Regions from separate parts of the Mus musculus genome. Here all the other regions are linked to region 2. A link is a contact called in public Hi-C and promoter capture Hi-C data. All regions are on one chromosome and are shown on one strand. Each heading gives the region's core, a stretch centred on a gene start, on an enhancer-like site or on the middle of the called end of the contact. The rest is flanking DNA. Distances are from core to core; before and after follow the strand shown. Region 1 overlaps Tnr (tenascin R). Region 2 holds the start of 4930523C07Rik (RIKEN cDNA 4930523C07 gene). Region 3 holds the start of Mrps14 (mitochondrial ribosomal protein S14).

Region 1 (3,110 bases), core at 25-2,524, 140 kb after region 2:
ACTTAGTGGATGATGCTGGTAAAACTGGCTCACTCTATAAAGAAAAATGAAACCGTATCCCAGGTGAATGCCACATATGAAATGAACAAAGCATGACAATAGATCACAAAGAGGACAGAAGAATATTGAAGAAAATCTTTGGAGCTATTGGTAAGAAAAGCCTTTGTACTAAGGATGTTAGAGGTTCAAGTAATGCTGGATAATACTGTGGGGAACCCTGATGGGAAAATAAGCAAATGATACGAACAGGTAATTTACCACCAAAGGAAATCAAATGTCTGACAAACGGGGAGAGAGGTTTAAATTCAAACGTACTGTTAACATGATTCATCAAAAGTAACGAGACATCGACTATACTTATCAGACTGCTAAAAATTTCAATGCTGGACCAGGCTGGACTGTGTCAAGTTGTTAGGAATGGTGTGTCCAGAAAACAAGAGCATCCCTGTGTGTCCAACCTGTAAGTACTTAAAACTGTACAAGCACATACCACACATTTCAATTCCTCTTTGGGTATACAACCTTCGCACACCTCACTGGTTCACAGATGAATACTCTGAAGGCACATAGTGCAAGCACTGTGTGGGACTGTGAAAGGCTGCAGACAATCTGAGAGAGTGGAGAGCCAAAGGTGACGGATGGGCACACGTCAAGTAATATTTCACAGTAATTTGAAGTGAAGGACACATGAATGTAAAAGTGCCCAAACAGAAAATAATGTCCGATGAGTTATATAATCCAAAACACGTTAGACACATTTAGATCATTGGTAATCACAAACAGTTCTATAAGAGTATGCTTTGCAAAGGCAGGAACAAGAGGCTTCCAGATGGACATGTTTGGATGGTTGTATGTCAAAGACAGAAAAAGGGCCAGGGCAAAAGGAAATAACTGAGGGAATATGGAGAGGGACCTTGGAGGCTGATACTGAGAACACACAATAAAGGCGGGGGGGGGGGGGGGCTGTTTCACTAATCCAAACCTTTGATCTGACATTTAGATGTTAATTTGCTTGGCTTGGGATGGGATATTCGTATGGTATGATTAGTATACTACTTTCTTCTCCGTAGCCAGGCCTTAGAAAAGGCGAAGGCAGACCTTCCTCTGTGTGTCTGGGACTGTGTGTGTCTGTCTGTGTGTGTGTGTGTGTGTGTGTGTGTGTGTGTGTGTGTGTGTGTGTGTGTGTGTGTGCTCGCGCTCCTGCATGCATGTGTGCACACTTCTCTCTCTGTCTCTGCCTCTGTCTCCTGCCAGGCATCTTTTGTTCTTTTGTTTCTCAGGGAAATAAAACATCCAACTGTGTGTAAGTGGCAGAGCAGTGGGACCCCCCAGCTGCTGCCTGGGTAGAGGCACTTGTGATGCCCAGATGTACAGATTAGCAGGCTTCCTTTTCCAACAGAAATCCTGGTAACCATGACTTTTTTTTAAAGTCTACTACCCACTGCTTTGGAGCCTAGAATTTGCCAATTTCCATTCATTTTTTACAACCTAAAAAAAAAAAGTGTTTTATGTCAGAGAAGACCCAAAAATTACTTCATGGAACAGCCTGACCTGGAAGGAAGATAGCAGGGGGCAAAGGCAATAAAACAAGAATAAAAATACAAAAGCAAAATAAACAAAACCACAACCTCACCTCATTACTCATCTCTAGCTACCTCTTCACTTAACCTCAAGGTCAAGACAACCCTTTTATAGTGTTTACTGACTCTGCGGATGAGCTTCAGTGTGAGTCTTGTTTGCCTTTTATAGTATTAAAAGAGACAATGAAACCTGCCTCTCCGAAGATCATTTCGCCAAGTCCCCGTGGCTCTGCAGGGAATATTTGTTTCCTCATTTAAATTCATGTCTCTAAAAGACAAGTAGACCTTGGATGAAATTTCAGGAGGCAGCAAATTATAAATAATGTATCTATATTTTTTTCTCTCCCATACCACTTGTACATAATTCCCCCTGGAGTCTTGTGCAAACACCAGAGACAAGAGGACAGGAAGCTATTAACATGATGGAAAGATTGGAATGGGCTCGGATCATGTGGTATGAACATAAGAAAAGGCATCTTGATCAGGGGAGGTTTCTAGGCCAGCTAGGCCTTTTCTATCACGATGCTGGGGAGGAACTGGGAGGATCAGAAGAAAGGGAAACCGTAATCAGGATATATTGTGTGAGAAAAAATAATCTATTTTCAATAAATAGAAAAAAGAAAAATATTATTATTAATTATTGACATCTCATCTCTTTCCCAGACCATTATACAAGCATCTGCTCAAGTGAGTCCTGTCCCAGGACAGGGTGAGTGTTTGTCAGTCACAGAGGCCACTTTGAAGGCAACCTTTAAACTCTGTTGTCTATCAGAAAAGGCACCAAAACCTCTCACAGGATCAGCACATCCTCAGAATAAGATGCAGGTGAGTAGAAAATGCAGAGACTGCCAAGTAAGTTGGAAAGGATGCGAGCAGCCAAAAGGAAATTAGCCTCTAACTCCTTCAGCCTTGGTGTACTGTCATGGAACTTTCAGTGTTCCCCAGTCTTCCTCGGCAGGATAAACTCACACCTGTGGGGTCCAGACAGGCAGCCTTTCGATCTTGGATCAGGTGAAGAAATTCTGCTTTTCACTTTGTCTGCTTTCCCTTTTCTGTAACACTCCTAACCCCACTATTTGGGAGCAAACAACCTTGTATTTTATTCTTTCGTTAACTTTCCTCTTGGCAGAGGCAGAAAGGGTAGAGGGGCTGGGACAGGAAGTAGACACTGCAGCCCAGTGTGATGTACCCAGAAAGATTTGTACTGCAGTGGCAGACAGAACCTGAAAGGGGTTTTGCCTTCATATTCTGCAAGATGCACCTCTTTGTAGCACCCCTGCATAGGGTATTAAGACTCTTCTTTAGTTTTAGTTTTGCTTTTGTTTTGTTTTGTTTTGTTTGTTTGTGTCTTTTTTTTTAAACATCAAGAGATGTCTACTTCTGTACTCTGAAGCTGAGATTTAACTCTCCAGTTCATCTCACATGTCTGTAGGTACTAGCCTTTGTACCTGGGACATTGGCATGCATTATTTCTTGCCCAAGAAAATTTCACTCAGCACTCAGCATCTAGTTGTCTCAGTGGGTTCTGAT
Region 2 (3,615 bases), core at 909-3,408:
TGAAAGACATTCCGCTCTTGGCAGGAGAGGACAAATCCCCATTCCATGCTGCTCCTGTGTTGACTTCGGGAAAGCCTTTTCTTTGCCCACAGTACCTCTTCCCTGGGAAATGCTAGTCATATTCAAGATCTTGATTGTGCACCACTTCTGAAGTGCTGTCTTCCCAGACGACCATTGCTCCATCCTTTGTATGGTTTCACTTTTTACTATTATATAATGTACATTGCTCTGAACTGTGGTTTGTTTCCTAGTGTCTATTTGCCAGTCTGGTGGCTCTTTGAAAGTACAAACTACATCATCGCCTTAGATTCCATAGCCCTGGCACATTGCCCAACACACAGTAGGTACAGTGATGCTTAGCTAATGAGTGTGCCCCTTCCACGTTAAAACTGGTGCAGAAGCCTGCTGACTGTTTATTATCTTCTTGGGTTTGATCCTGTGGCTTTCACCTCTTTTGATTCTGTAGGCAAAATGTTGACAGTGCCCGAAATGTTGTTTTGTAATGGGCCTCTTTCCTAGAACGGTGTCATGGGTATAGAAGGGGAGGCAGAATTTCAGAAGAAGGGAGGTACCAGGCCAAGGGAAGACATATCAGACTAAGTGGTTGATAGATCTGAATTTTAGCTCAAAGCTAGGAGAGACCCTTGCAAAACTATCCTACCCATAACTATAGAATGTGAAAATTTAATTAAAAAAAATTACAAAACACAAACAAACCAGACACAGCTGCGTTTAACGCAGCAGTACCTTTCAGTTGCAGGGCTCTTTAGGTGGCGTTGATAAACTTTGTAAAAGGGTTAAGAACAAGATGCACCCGTGTCCATTTAAGACTTGTTCTTGGTCCCCAACAATACTTCAGAATGAAGATTCCCTAAAATTAGCTCCAGGTTCTCTCTCTCTTTCCAATGGTGGATGTAGCATAAAGGCTTTGGCAGGCAGGAGCTTGGAGTGGCTTGGGTGCTGCATTCCTAGCCTTCCTCATTGAGCAGACTGGGCAGAGCAGGCCTGCGGATTCTCATGGCTGGCTGGCTGGTGTTCATTAGGGCAAGCACTAGTCTTTGCTTTGGGTTCCCTTTCAGATAGGCAGGACTGGTGTTGAAAACAACAGCTATCCGGCTATCATTTACTTAACTACTGTTACACAAATCATTCCTACATAGCCCTTCAAAACAGGACCTGCTGTGTTTTCCAATCCACCTTTCTGGGTGGGAAGAAGATCAAGGACCATTTAGAGAGTTGGGAAAGTTCAGGAAAAAAAATGTGTCACACAAACTCTCTAGAGACTCAGAATGGCATACAGATCTCACTCCACCCCTTGGCTCCAGGCCACATTTTCAGTCTGGTAAGTCTTTTAGCCCCATTGAAATTATAGTTTCTTTTAGAATGAGTTTGTTTGTTTGTTTGGTTTTGTTTTGTTTTTAAATCCCAGAGGGTATGATTTTAGGAGCATCTCAAATACTGACTTTGCCCGTTTAGACAATGTCCATCTGGTCCTTTTCAAATGGCTCCTACCTGCAGCTGGTGTCAACTGGAGCTGAGAACTCCACCCCAAACTCCAGAGGAGCCCATGTGTCAGGCCAGGAGCAGAGAGAAGGTGAGAGACCTCTAGGAGGAAAGAATGAAAGCAACTGTGCAAACGGCTTCTTAGAAATAACCCCTTTATCTCACTTCTCTCAGGGGCGGATTCACTCTTCTATGGGAAAGTCCCCTTCCACAGCGGGGCAGCTCCCAAACTTATTTTGAAAACAACAGCACAAAGCGATACAGAAAGTTTTGAAACTCACCTTTGGGTCCGTTGGAAGGCTTCCCGCCGGCGGGACCGCTGGCTCTGTTCCGGTGCTCTGAAGTGACTTGGGCACAAGGGTGAGGTCTGGGTCCCTGCTCCTGCCTCTCCCTCCCACTGCCAGGTCCCGGGAGAGAGGCGGCGCTGCCGGTCAGTGGGTGCCACCAGTGTGATGTGGAGGAAAGCGCCCCCTGCGTCCCTGGCTGAGGTTTCACCGCACCCAGCTCTGCTACTGAGGTCAGGAACGCAACTTCCTGAATCTGACTGGCTGGCTCTGTCTCTCCTCAGCCCAACTCCTACCTTAAACTAGGAGGCACACGCCACAGCACACGCAGCGCGGGTGTCCTTCCTCCGGGTCTCCCGGCCAGTGTCCCCACTCCGCCCCACTGTGACGTTCTTTTGCCCCTCCGCCCCGAGCACGCCTCCTTCAGGACGCCAGAGCCAACTTTGCTCACAGACGCGCCAGTGTTCCCAGAGACGTGGGGTGTAAACTCCCAACCCTGGCCTAAGGAAAAAATAACAGCCCCGTGCTGTGGAATAAAGTCACCTTCCAGGAAAAGGGCTGGGGTGTCTAAAGGGAGAGCAATCCCCGGTGCCTCGTGACAAGGTATCTTTGTGTGTGCGCTCCATGGGAGTTACCTGGAGATGTTAGGAGCGCAGGAGGCAGGGACAACTAACTTCAAAAGTTCTCCCTTTTCATTTTATTTACTCCTTGTGAGCTTATATTCAGATCTCTTGTTTGTCTAACTCCGCCCCCAAATGTAAAGGTGGGGTGGTAGAGAGCTTGCTCAGTGCCTCCAAGGCTTCTGCAGGGAAGTTGGGAAGGTGTGATAGGCAGAAGCGGCTGTGGAGTATCTAGGGGCTTCCCCGGAATGACCTTGAGAGATCTTGCCATGATAAAGACCGGAGGTTCTACTCATTGGATTGTAGGTGTCAGGAGGGTGCGCAGCTGGTGCTTGCTTTCCAGTGGCTGGGCCTGAGCCATAGGGTCCTTCGGCCTTTGGGTGCCTGAATTAAAATGATTGGTGAAGCTAACTGTCACAACCGGGAAACAAGAGAGTTCCGGTTTACTCAAGAGAAGCCAGCTGGCTCTGGGTTGAAAGGCCAAAGAGAAAACCCAGCATTCATCCAGAAATGCCAAGGATAGTTGGTCCTGTAGTCTTCTTCCAAAGGCAGATTAAGTAGAGGTTTTCCCCCAGAAATCCCACAGAGAGAACTCGATCTAGATCTGTTGTTGTTCCTTTGAAACCGAGTCTCACTATATAGCCCCGGCAGGCCTGGAACTCACAATGTAGAAACAGGTTGGCCTCACAGAAATTTGCTGGGTTTAAGGACGTGTTTCACTATGCCCTACATAGATCTAGATTTGAATGATAATAAGAAGAGTGGTCCAAGTGATCTGTTGTGGGGGTGGGGTTGGGGGTGGGAGTAGTACGGTTAAGTGGGTAGGGCAGGGGGACGATCAGGCTCTGAAAGAAGACAGTTTTAGCAAGAGACAGCTATAGATGGATTCCACCAACAATTTAGTGGTGGATGGAAGGCTTCCATTGTGTGTCAAATCTGAAGCAGGGGTCTAGGGTCTAATGGACCAGGGAGCTGGAGGAAGACAGGCTTGGGGAATGACAGGAAACCTTAAGTGCAAACCCGGTGCGGTGATTGGAGACCGAGTCTCCCCCAGGACCTACACCGGACCTGTGTGAGATGTAATTTGCCCCCTTCCCCTGAGGATGGGGAGTAACTTTCTTCTGCAAGGTCATTGCTAATGTATAGTGGAGTTGAGATCTGAGTCTGAGTAGTTCTATCTAGTCCAGCCTATCCCTCATCACCATATC
Region 3 (3,561 bases), core at 958-3,457, 150 kb before region 2:
AGAGAGTAAAATGGTGGCTGCCAGGACTGTCTGTAGGGGTCAAGCCCAATTGGTCAAACAGGCACACGATTGGTACTAGTACTTGGTACTAGTACTTTCTAGGGATTATATAATGACAAGGCTGAAGAACCAGGAAAGACTGAGTAGTTGTCCTTTATCCTAAGCTGACCAAAGCCAGTTTTAAGGCTATATATGTAGACTTGAATATTTGATCTTATTCTCCAGAAATTACATTAAGAAGTTGCAATAAAACAGCATAAAACAGAATATGAGGATAGTTAATGCTTTTGTGCAAGAAAGGGACTCAACTGGCTAACCTGAAGGTCCTTTGGCAAAATGGTATTCTTTCTGAGCGAATTGATCCGAAGCCTCTCATCTGCATATTCATAAGCCATTTTCCGTCTCTTCAAATCACGCAACATTCTCCAGTCTACATAGTAACCTCGAACTTGACCTGACGCTGATGGAGGAACTGCCTAAAAAAGAGAGACAAGGATTATCCTACAAACTTTCAGTCACTCGTTAAATGACTTTGAGCAGTTAAATTCTATTTGGCATGTCTGAGTGCACATGTGTGCTTGTGTATGGACGGGCATGTGTGGAGGGTGGACAAGGACAACGCTTCTGTGAGTCAGTTACCCCCCTACAACATGGGGCCTTAGATTGAACTGCACAGGCTTGGTGGCAAGCATTTTACCCACTGAGCCATCTCATGGGGGGAAGACTTAATAGTTTTAGGAAGTAACTTATGGCATTTATTTGTGTGTGCATGTGCATACCTCATGCATACTACAACTCAGGTGGAAATCTGGGGACAATTTGCAGGTGTATTCATTCTTCTTTCTTAAGTCACTGTTACCTTCTCCCACACCCTCAGGTTCTGATGACTTCAGTACCCTTAGTTATAAAATTAGAAGCAATCTGGAGAGAATTTCCAAACTCCCACTACCATACCTGTGCCCCCTCGGCAGTATTTGTACTACACTCTACACCCCTCTCATTGGTTATATGACACCTCTGTCCATTACAGTGGCCATGAACCATGGATACAGCTAATACGCACTGGAACTGTAAGCAGTACAAGTGGGGACATAATTCTTGGTATTAACTCGCTTAAAAGTTTGGTTTTGGTCCAACTGCAAAAGTTAGCATCCCAACTGCGATATATATATATTTTAAGTGTCAGATACACAGACTTTGAAACCTGCTTCCAACAGAAGAATGCAAATGTCACATAAGTCATTCTAATTTTGACTTGTTAGGATAAGGATAGACCTGACTAAAAATATCTATCAAAATTAACCGCACCTCCTTTTTAAACTTCAATATAAATATTAGAAAATATTTAAATTATCCTTGTGGTTTGCATTACAATTCTACTGGACGAAACTGCTATTCATGACTTAACCACATTCCTAAAATCAAAATTCATACACAGACTATATCACCTCTTGCCTGCAAAAAAAAGGCAGATCTCCAGCGATTCTTCCCTATTCTTTATATCAGTGTTCCCCCACTCTAATATACAGATATGACGCAATGTCACAGTAAAGAAAAAACAACCCAGGTCCACCCAGGTCTCCCTCTAGTTGACACCCCTCCCCAACAAAACTATCCAAGACTTCTCCAACGTCCTTTGCTGCTCGTTCCAGTTTCTATCCGCATCATAACACTCCCACTCCTTAACTCTACAGCCAATTCTCGGCCCTTCCTTTAACTAATTCTGCTTTAGCGGAATGGCCTGCTCCCCATTCGAAATTGTCACCACCTGCTTCCAAGCCACCACTGGCTGACAGCTAGTTCCCTACAGTCTCTTTGCATAATCGGAGCCTCTGAGGTCTCAATCATCCGACTCTCCCCTCTCTTCTCCACTCACACTCGGCTCCTTATAACCCGGAGTCATTCTCGCAGCTTTCACATGACGGATCACACCTGAATACCAAGCCCTCGACTGCTGCTCTGGGCTCTCCTAACCTAGCCAGGACGGGAAAGCAGATAGGAGCCTTGGGATCGGTCCTCCGTGCGCATTACAGGTGACAGGGTTACGAGGGACCCACAGGACACGGAAATCAGGGAAGGGGTAGGCTGGCGAGAAAGGCAGGGGCCTGACCTGCCGGAAGGTCCGCAGCAGCGAGCCTAGCACGGACGCCGCCATGTTGTCTGCCCAGCCAGCCAACCACCGCCGCAGTACAACACCGGAAACAGGTTCTGTGGAGGCGGGGCTTATGCCCCAAAGGGCGGGTCCAGGGCAGGATTTAGCCTATAGAGAGGGAGAGGGTAGGTGCGGGATTTGAAATAACTCTCGCGTTATTTCATAGATAAGCAAATCATCCATGCGGACCGCCCACTTAGGCAGTAGGAGAATAGTGAGCCTGCGCGATCTCTCCTGGCCCTTGCTGTTCCTCTGTCCCAGCCCCGCCCAGCCTGCGCCTGTGTTCTGCGCGTTGGCGCCACCCGGCGGAAGCTTGGCAGCATTTGTCACTCATCCTGCAGAACTGGCACTGGTCACATTTCTGCTGTAAAGAAGATGGTAGTGGCCCTGATAGAGTTTCTGCTTGCACGCCAAGGGTTTAAATATGTATTATATTATATATATTATATTTATTTTATTATATTATATCATATCTGTATTAAGGTTGTATAGGTTTTACGTTTTTGTCTCTGTGGGTTGGACGGCGGTAGTGGTGTGTGTGCATGTGCCTGCTGTTTTCCCTTTAGTACAGGGCACTTTCCTGCCATCTTCCTAGCCTGTCTCCTAGATGTGTTGATGGGTGCAGTGAGGAACAGCCCATTGGGCTCTTTACACAGGAAGCTCCCAGGAAGAAGGAGAGTTTTTTTCTTTAAGCGTTACAAGTTAGTGAACATTTCTAATGGGCTAGGGAAACTCTGACTGAAACCATTTGGCAGGATAAGACAACCAGGAGTCCCTGCCATCATACTAAGATCTAAAAAGTCCTAGACCAGCAAGCAGCATCAAACCCTGGTTAAAACTCATTCCCACTCACCCCCACGCCACACACAACATAATTGGGCATCATCTACAGTCATCTCAAGATATGGGTACACGGCAAACTCTTTTATTATGTTTCTGTTGTTTTAAGATGCCTGTTTGTTTTCATCGGGAGTTAGATAGGAAGGGAAGTGGGAAGATCTTGGAGGAGATGAGGGAGGGGAAATATGCTGTATAAAAATATTTCTTTTCAATTAAAAACAGGAAAAGTTTCACTAATGTGTTACAATTTCAGAAAGCCAAACTTCTGGAAGGGGCTTGAAAGTCAGAAAGATATGTTTATAGGCTATAGAGTAAGAAATGAGTTTTAGGGCCGGGCGTGGTGGCACTCGCCTTTAATTCCAGCACTCGGGAGGCAGAGGCAGGTGGATTTCTGAGTTCGAGGACAGCCTGGTCTACAAAGTGAGTTTCAGGACAGCCAGGGCTATACAGAGAAACCCTGTCTCAAAAAAACAACAAAACAAAACAAAAAAGAAATGAGTTTTAGGGCTGGAGGGATGGCTCAGCAGTTAAGAGCACCGGCTGCTCTTCCAGAGGTCCTGAGTTCAAAT

Evidence for each region. A called contact is a pair of places that touch in the nucleus more often than the background predicts. Capture Hi-C pulls out chosen DNA fragments and counts their contacts.
Region 1: a contact with region 2 is called in a Hi-C map of uterus, with 1.8 times the contacts expected there. The contact joins the enhancer-like site here to the promoter of 4930523C07Rik in region 2. A contact is called at or near these places in 2 of 39 promoter capture datasets (both in embryonic stem cells), 24 of 484 Hi-C or Micro-C datasets (the AML12 cell line, B cells, CD8 T cells and 12 more), 11 of 115 datasets of contacts at active chromatin or transcription factors (the 230-238 cell line, CD4 single positive thymocytes, the SCID.adh cell line and 8 more) and 4 of 9 other capture datasets (adipose tissue, embryonic stem cells, liver and 1 more).
Region 3: a promoter capture Hi-C map of liver shows a contact between it and region 2. The contact joins the promoter of Mrps14 here to the promoter of 4930523C07Rik in region 2. A contact is called at or near these places in 9 of 39 promoter capture datasets (the 3T3-L1 cell line, 3T3-L1-derived adipocytes, embryonic stem cells and 5 more), 1 of 15 datasets of contacts at CTCF or cohesin (CD8 T cells), 5 of 484 Hi-C or Micro-C datasets (B cells, CD4 T cells, LSK cells and 2 more), 1 of 115 datasets of contacts at active chromatin or transcription factors (effector CD8 T cells) and 2 of 9 other capture datasets (adipose tissue and liver).

The regions. Positions count from the first base shown.
Region 1 is chr1:159,899,750-159,902,859 of GRCm38.p6, reverse strand. The region is part of intron 18 of Tnr (tenascin R); the gene reads right to left. Among named protein-coding and RNA genes, the nearest start is that of Gm31348, 120 kb to the right of the region's middle. Within about 2 kb of position 1,274, at least 20 of the 459 cell types and tissues checked have an H3K27ac peak or open chromatin away from gene starts, as enhancers often do. A contact at or near this core is called in uterus, where this site is marked.
Region 2 is chr1:160,042,923-160,046,537 of GRCm38.p6, reverse strand. It overlaps 4930523C07Rik (RIKEN cDNA 4930523C07 gene), which reads right to left and starts at 2,158. Exons shown (of 3, transcript NM_001162896.1): 1 at 1,785-2,158. It overlaps Gm37294 (predicted gene, 37294), which reads left to right and starts at 2,221. Exons shown (of 2, transcript NR_168324.1): 1 at 2,221-2,390.
Region 3 is chr1:160,193,861-160,197,421 of GRCm38.p6, reverse strand. Mrps14 (mitochondrial ribosomal protein S14) reads right to left here and starts at 2,207. Exons shown (of 3, transcript NM_025474.4): 1 at 2,111-2,207; 2 at 318-476. The coding sequence starts at 2,155.